Linked DNA regions of Gossypium hirsutum: region 2 is linked to region 1. A link is a contact called in public Hi-C data. All regions are on one chromosome and are shown on one strand. The core of a region is the stretch at or near the end of the contact, and the rest is flanking DNA. Distances in the headings are between cores, read along the strand shown. Region 1 has its middle 19 kb from the start of LOC107900803. Region 2 holds the start of LOC107929665 (rac-like GTP-binding protein 5).

What was found. A called contact is a pair of places that touch in the nucleus more often than the background predicts.
Region 2: a contact with region 1 is called in a Hi-C map of leaf, with 5 times the contacts expected there. The contact joins the promoter of LOC107929665 here to the enhancer-like site in region 1. A contact is called at or near these places in 14 of 34 Hi-C or Micro-C datasets (anther, callus, hypocotyl and 3 more).

The regions. Positions count from the first base shown.
Region 1 is chrD08:52,702,924-52,706,503 of Gossypium_hirsutum_v2.1, reverse strand. It overlaps the pseudogene LOC107900243. Among protein-coding and RNA genes, the nearest start is that of LOC107900803, 19 kb to the right of the region's middle. Within about 2 kb of position 1,928, at least 7 of the 9 cell types and tissues checked have an H3K27ac peak or open chromatin away from gene starts, as enhancers often do. A contact at or near this core is called in hypocotyl and leaf, where this site is marked.
Region 2 is chrD08:52,762,588-52,766,456 of Gossypium_hirsutum_v2.1, reverse strand. LOC107929665 (rac-like GTP-binding protein 5) reads left to right here and starts at 1,351. Exons shown (of 7, transcript XM_016861154.2): 1 at 1,351-1,720; 2 at 1,833-1,920; 3 at 2,399-2,508; 4 at 2,654-2,717; 5 at 3,164-3,228; 6 at 3,707-3,772. The coding sequence starts at 1,586.

The sequences.
Region 1 (3,580 bases), core at 679-3,178:
TCGTATCGTACGTCGGGTTGGGTGAGAGGTGTTACACAAATATATTTTTTAAGAAAAAATAATTTAATTTTACAACATTTCAATGTGTAGATGAAAAATAACAAAGGTATAATTGTCTTTTATTTGAAAATTATTTGTTGTAATTAAAAATAGAAAAATTAATAAATTAAATTAAAAAAATACATAGACGAAAAATATATCTCCAAGGGGTTTATGAAATTTTATTCAAACTTAAGGGGGCGAGTACGGTTTTCTTGAAACCATAAGAGAGTAAGTATATTTTACACTAAACCTGTGTCTTTTACCCTAGAAATAATAACATAATATTGAAAAAAATACTTATAAATTTACTATAAACAAATGATAATAACATAAAATTGATAAAAGTAAGATGTGACAATTTTATTAACACTAGTAACATAACAATGGCCAAAAAACTAAACACTTACATGACTTATAGTAAATTGGAGAGGTACAAGCATGTTGACATAGCATGATTGATCTCAACGCTTATAAGTAAATTAATACAAAATCTAAAAATAAGATTGAGAATACCTCCAACACTATTTGAATATAAAAATTAGTATAATCGGATTAGACTTCAAATTTTCATATCAAACACCCTCTAAAAAATTGAGAGTTAATCCAAAAACCTACTCTATTGGAAAGTTAATTTTATTTTTAAATTTGTGTAAAGGAAAGAAACTCGAAACCTAAAATCATATTCTTAGCCTCCCTTTTCAAAATTAATATTATCATATAGACTTTAAAGGGGCTCTTCACTTGAATCAAACAAATGGGCTAATGCCCAGTGGCCCTAGTATTTAGACATTGGGTTTGCTATATATTGGCAGAGGGATTGGATCTGTGCCTTGGGTCTTCCTTTATAACCCAACCATTAATTTTAATATTGGACCAGTGCCCTCATTCTCATGTGGCTGGCTATATTATCACGTTTAATTCTTCATCCAATATATAAATGCAGGCAGAAATTTGGCAGTGTGAATACAAACATTATTGGCTCTTTTGCATGATATAATGTATCTATGTCAGCACTGGAGAGCTTGCCTCTTGACTTAACTTATGATTTATTGTGACTGTTCAATTATAACTTCACTTCCAAAAAGTTCAAGACGGTCTTAGGCTAGGTGGATAAGAGCTGGTATCATATGAACCAGAATTGGGAGAAAAACTCCCATTTCAGACTCTGATACAATGTCCCTTTATGTGATATTACAAGCTATTTGAGTTCATGCATTATATATACATATGCTTTAGATATTTAGAACATTTCCTAACCACTAAAACAGCAGAATCATAATGAACCAAAGAAACTTTTTGAGAAATTTAATTGACAATGAAACTTTGATGGCCTCATCTGTACATACACAAACCAATAAGAATCCAAACCCCAAAAAGGAAACCAAAAGAAAAGAAAAGGAAAACATCCGGATTTCTAGTGCACAAGTGATGCATTCAATCTACCACCCCAAAATCCCTATACCTTTTTTAACTACAATTCAGAGCTTAACATTCAAAGGCCTCATCAAACAGCTAGTTGCTGCTTTTGATGAGATGATTCTTCTTCATTGAAACACAAATGGACTACTTTTAGTGACCTCCCTTTCCCAAAGCTTAAAGAGGATTCTGCAATGATTGGTGGAGGTTGCAACATCATCATCTTTCTTTGCAGGTAAGTGTAGTAGGTGTGAAAGGTATTGGGGGTCACATTTAAGTGGAAACCCAACCCAAATAGAAAATCCACTTCAAGGAAGTTCATTTCTGTTGTGCTGATTCCTCCTACTTTTGCATGCATTGTTGTAATACCTGAAATAAAGTTCCAAAATATCAAAAACAAGGTTGGGAGACTTGGGGTTTAGCCTTGTGACTAAATGTATATATAATGTCCACTTTCTTGATGCACATGGGAAAAAAGAGAGAACAAAAGAAGAAAGCAGGGTAGGGTAGGGTAGGGTAGGGTAGGGTAGGCCTATTCACATGCCTTTCAATGGGTTGAAATATATTTTTCTGGGAAATTGAATGGCTTTCCAATTCTAACAAGTCTAAACCCGGATTCTAATTTAATCTTTTGAAGTAAAACTAATGAAAATCCAACAAGACTGAAAGCATGAATTATGAATTTTGTTCCAAGTAACTTACATATCATCCATGAACTTTGCGGCAACCATCACACTGGTAATAAGCAGCCGATGAACGTTGAAAGAATTGATGGGCAACGAGGGTTGTCTTTGAGCAAACCGATCAAGATAAACATATGCAACAATGAAACAAGAGGGGCTACAATTTGCATACTTGTAAATCCTGTCCAAGTAGCTTTGGATTGAGATAGTTGGCCGAGTTAACCCATGAAACACCGAAATCTTCTGAGCCTTAAACCCACAGTTTAGATCATTGGATTCAGCCACTTCTTCCAGCAGGGATGACAGAAATGTTATGAGATTTGGCATCATATTTGGGTTCTCTAACTCTGCCATAACCTCAAAACAAGTGTTGAATGTGTTCCTTCTTTTTGTTATTGTTAAGGTATATATGGTTTTACTTTTTTTGTGATATAAAAACAGGTAAGGTAGACGTTAAACGGTGGGGAATTTTTCAATTAAAAGAAGAAAGTACCCTCTCATGAATTTGAATCAAGATTTGGATTGGATGTCCCTATTTGGTGGGGTTTATAAGGTAATAAAAAGTGTGGGATATGATTATTCAATTTAAAAACTTAACTTGTTGAAGAGGGAAAAAAAGTGTTTCATTAGTGGATTAAAGTCATTTTCATGAAAGGAGATTGAGGGTTTTTCCAGTGATGAAACTTGTGGCTACTGTTTGTTGCTGATGGCATGCCATACCCATCATGTGATTACATGTGGGAAAATTTTTTTTATTGTAATTTGTCGGCCCCTATACTTTATTATTTTTTATTTTTGGCTTGAAAATCTTGCATGTGTTGTAAATCTACACATTGTTTTTGTTTATGTTATTTCGATATTTTTCTTCTGTTGGTTCCATATCTATTGTTTCCATACTATTAGGGCTGCAATATTCAAGATATGTTTGTCTGAAATGCTGAACAACAAACAAGGAACACCCATGATGTCTATTTGTAAGTTGTCACCTTTTCTTGACATCTCGAAGATGTTATATAAAATCTTCCATGGATCTGCATCAAGAATACAACAATTGGTATGAACCCTCTAATATATAAAGTTCATGTAAAAATAGAATGTCGGTAATGACTATATCGCAAAGAAAAGAAAAATAAAAATAAAAAACACATAAATTTTTACGTAGAAACCCTTTCGGGAAAAAAACCACGGGCAGAGGAGAATAAAATTCACTATGTCGAATTCGAATAATTACAAGAGGAGTAGATTATGTCTATTTATAGGCTTGTAAAACCATATTCTAATAGGAGTATAGTAAGATTGAAACACCTTATTCTAATCAATATCAAATAGACGAAATTTAATAAGGTTTAAAAATCTTATTCTAAAATAAAATAAAAGAAGTGTAGTTCTATAGGGATTTTACTTTTATTTTATTTTACCACTATTTTTTTATTTAAATA
Region 2 (3,869 bases), core at 102-2,601, 61 kb before region 1:
ATAATAGGATTCTTCATAAAAAGGAACCATCTTTAGTGAAATTTATTAAACCCTAAACATAAGAAATTAAAAAAGAAAAAAGAGCATTTCCTTTCAAAAAAACAGTTTCATGTCATATCCCATTTTCAACGTGACTGGGAATAAAAGATACTTCGTTGGATAGTTATTATACGTACTAACAATATCAACAATTCAACATTAAGGGTGTTTTCACTCCTTTGAGCGCGTGATTGAATTTTCAGTTTTTTTTCCTTAAATTTGACCTTTGCTGCTGGGTCCGAATCCGACATCTATTCCACTGTCATCTTTAGGGTCCGAAGAGCGCGCTGTCCACGCGCTGTCGCTTCTCGTGCTTCACACTTATCGCAAGTCTCGGCTAAGCTCTCTAATCATTTTTCAAAATCAAATGCAAAGAACGAAGTAAAGTTTTACTTTTAATACAAAAATAAATCCATATTAAAAAAATTTAAAAAACGTATTACTTTGTCAATTTTAATTAGGGTTAATTCTAGCAAAAATCAGTTTTTAAATTTTAAATATTTTAATTAAATCTTAAAGTATTGGATCTAGTCCTTCTAGCAACTTAATCATTAGTTTAAGTATTAAATGTCCAACTCAAATCTAAGATGAAGCATATTTAAATATATATGTATCCAAGGGAAAATTGAGAAATATTTTTAGAGGGAATTAAATTATGAATTATAAAATTTTGAGAGGTAAAAATAGAATTTTATTATGTATTATAATTCATGATTTCATCGTTCTTACAGGGTTTAAACATTTTTTTGGGAGAAAAAAGTGAAAATTTATCTTATATTAACTTATAATTTTATCAATAATAAAGGGGCTAAATTACAATTTTTTTTATTTTGAGGGCTCAAGGCTCTTTCCTACCCTTTGGATTCGCCTTTTTGTGTACCTACCTTATGGACATCATAGACCTACGTGTTAAAAAAAAGTTTTTTATAAATTTTATTGACGCTACCTATTCTTTTAGAATGCGACAAACTCAAATTGTTTATATAATAGGTATACACGTATTTATAATTTGATCAAAGCGTTTTAAATATGTTTCGTATCATATTTGAACTAACATTTAAACCCTAGGTGGATGAAAGAGGTGATTGACATAATACTCATACTTTGAAATTTTAATTAAAACGTTTTTACAATTTAGATACCAATTTAAAATCTAAGATACAAATCAAGGACATTTATTGAAATTAACCCTTATATTTTATTGAGCAGAAAAAACTGATGAATTCAAGGGAGACGAATGCCGATGTTTTCACATGCACGAAAAATCGCGTGGAAATAAAAATATATTGACATTGGAGTATGACCTTCCTTTTTTTTTTGTTCTTCTCTTTTTGCCTCTCTGTCAGCTCAAATTAAAGCGATCCACCATTTTTCTTTTTACTTTAATTTTCTTTCCTCACAAAGCCCATAAAGACTTTTGTTACTTTTCTTCATTCTCCCCTTCTATATTTAACTTTCTTTTTAATCAAACCATGGCGCAGACAAAGGGAAAAAAGCTCTGAACCTACTCAGGCCTGATAAAGAAACCTTAGTTTAACTGTATACAATGAGTACGGCGGCAGCGACGGCGGCGGCAACAGCTACAACACAAACGAAATTCATAAAATGTGTTACAGTTGGGGATGGAGCTGTGGGAAAGACTTGTCTCCTTATATCTTATACAAGCAACACTTTTCCAACTGTATGTATGATTATACATTTTCTTGTCTTTTGCATTGAATTTGTTTGTTAAATTGTGGTAATGGCTTTTGGTTTTTTTTTATTTTTTTGGGGTGTCTTCTTGTAATTTACAGGATTATGTTCCTACTGTTTTTGACAACTTCAGCGCCAATGTAATGGTTGATGGGCAGACTGTCAATTTGGGTTTATGGGATACTGCTGGTATTTGCTCCTTTTGCTTCTTTCATAATCACTTCTACAAAAGAGCTGAAACACAATTAAAACAATAGAAATGACCCTATAAAGTGCCAAAAGTTACAAGGCCAAGGCCAATTTCACTTCGAAATGAACTCTGCATTCTCTGTTTGCTTGTAAAATTATAACTATCTCTTGGTTTCATAGATGGGGAGAGAGCACATTAGGAAGGTGCTGAGGTCCTATTATACATTTTGGCAAAGGGTTTGCCTGACTAAGTATTAACACTACCATATTGTTTCTTATACATTGAAATTTATAACACCCCATTGGCTGAGATTGTTTCCATATGACATGCATATTTATCTTGTTCAAGGTCTTTCAATAGCCTTTGGATATCAATTATTAGTTAAAGCAGGCATCTTTCTTGTTTAATTCGTTCAGCGGCTTGATTATATGCAGGACAAAGTAGATTTCATAGTGTTGATAGTATAATTTCTTTCAGGTCAGGAAGACTACAACAGGCTAAGGCCTCTAAGTTATAGAGGCGCTGATGTGTTTCTTCTTGCTTTCTCCCTTATTAGTAGGCCCAGCTATGAGAACGTATCGAAAAAAGTAAGTTTCTTTTTCTCGTTACTTGTTTTTGAAGTTTAAATCTTCAGTGAGTTCTCTTCTCCTTGTGCTTAGCTTATGAAATGTGTTTACTACTAGTTTTTTTATTCCTTTTATGTCTTTTGTTCTCCTTGTTGTGTTGGGGAAGTGGGTTCCAGAGCTGAGACATTATGCTCCAAGAGCGCCGATTGTTCTTGTGGGGACAAAACTAGGTGATGGATTCTCTCCTCCCTGATGTATTGCTTCTGCAATTGGTCATGCCTTTTACTTATCAATCCAGGTTCAAAATGCTCTGAATAATTGAGCATGTCTGATGAAAATAAACTAGAGCTCACTAATATGAAGTGCTTTCTCTTGTTTCTTTTTCCCCTTTTTACATTCATAAAAGTTGCTTTTCTTTTCTCTTTATAACTTTATATTTTTTTCCTGAAAAGTCATCATTGTATTCTCATGTATGTTCGTGATTATTTCGGCAAATTTATTTCACCTCTATCCAACATGAACAGCATAAAAAAAGAGCACAAAAGAAACGAACGCACATAACGTATACATACTTCAATTGCATTGGATTTTCTAGCTACAAGCTCTATTTGATTATCTATCATCATGCATGGACAAGCATGCTTTTGTTCGGTTAATAAATTTATATTGGATGCAGATTTAAGAGATGACAGACAGTTCCACTTGGATTATCCTGGGGCGTGTACTATTTCTACAGAACAGGTACCTCTTCATTCTCTGCTTGTTTACGGCACCATTAGTTGTTTCACTTCATAGAACAGAATCTGTACAAGTTATCACTGGATAGGGTAAGTTGCTGCAATTACGAAAGCTTTACAGAAACAAACAAAGAGAAACTTTTTTTCGAAAACATGTACAGGCAGACTGCAGTGGGGAATGGACTGGTTCCAACTTTTTAAAGCTTACTCCATACTTTCACAAATTTAGTGTTATGCTCATCTATTGAGCAAGGTATAGAGTTTTAATCCATTCCAGATGGCAGATATTATATCTGCTGTTATCATCTTTAGGCAGGCATGTTCAACTTTTGCGAGACCTAAATTCAACCACTAAAAAGACGGCGTTTTTGTAATGTGTCAAAGAAGAAGATAAATTCATCTGTTGTGCTTCTTGATTGCAAATCATACTTTCTTGTTCTTGTTGTGATCTGAATACTCAGATATTTTAATTCTATTCCCAGGGTCTTGAACTGAAGAAGCAAATAGGAGCACTGGCATACATAGAGTGCAGCTCAAAGACACAGCAGGTTCGTATAGCATGTGTTATTTGTGATGAAACTATTAGCCCAAAGTGCCTATCACATATACCTGGAGGATCCCAATATATTTCCATTCCTCCCAAGT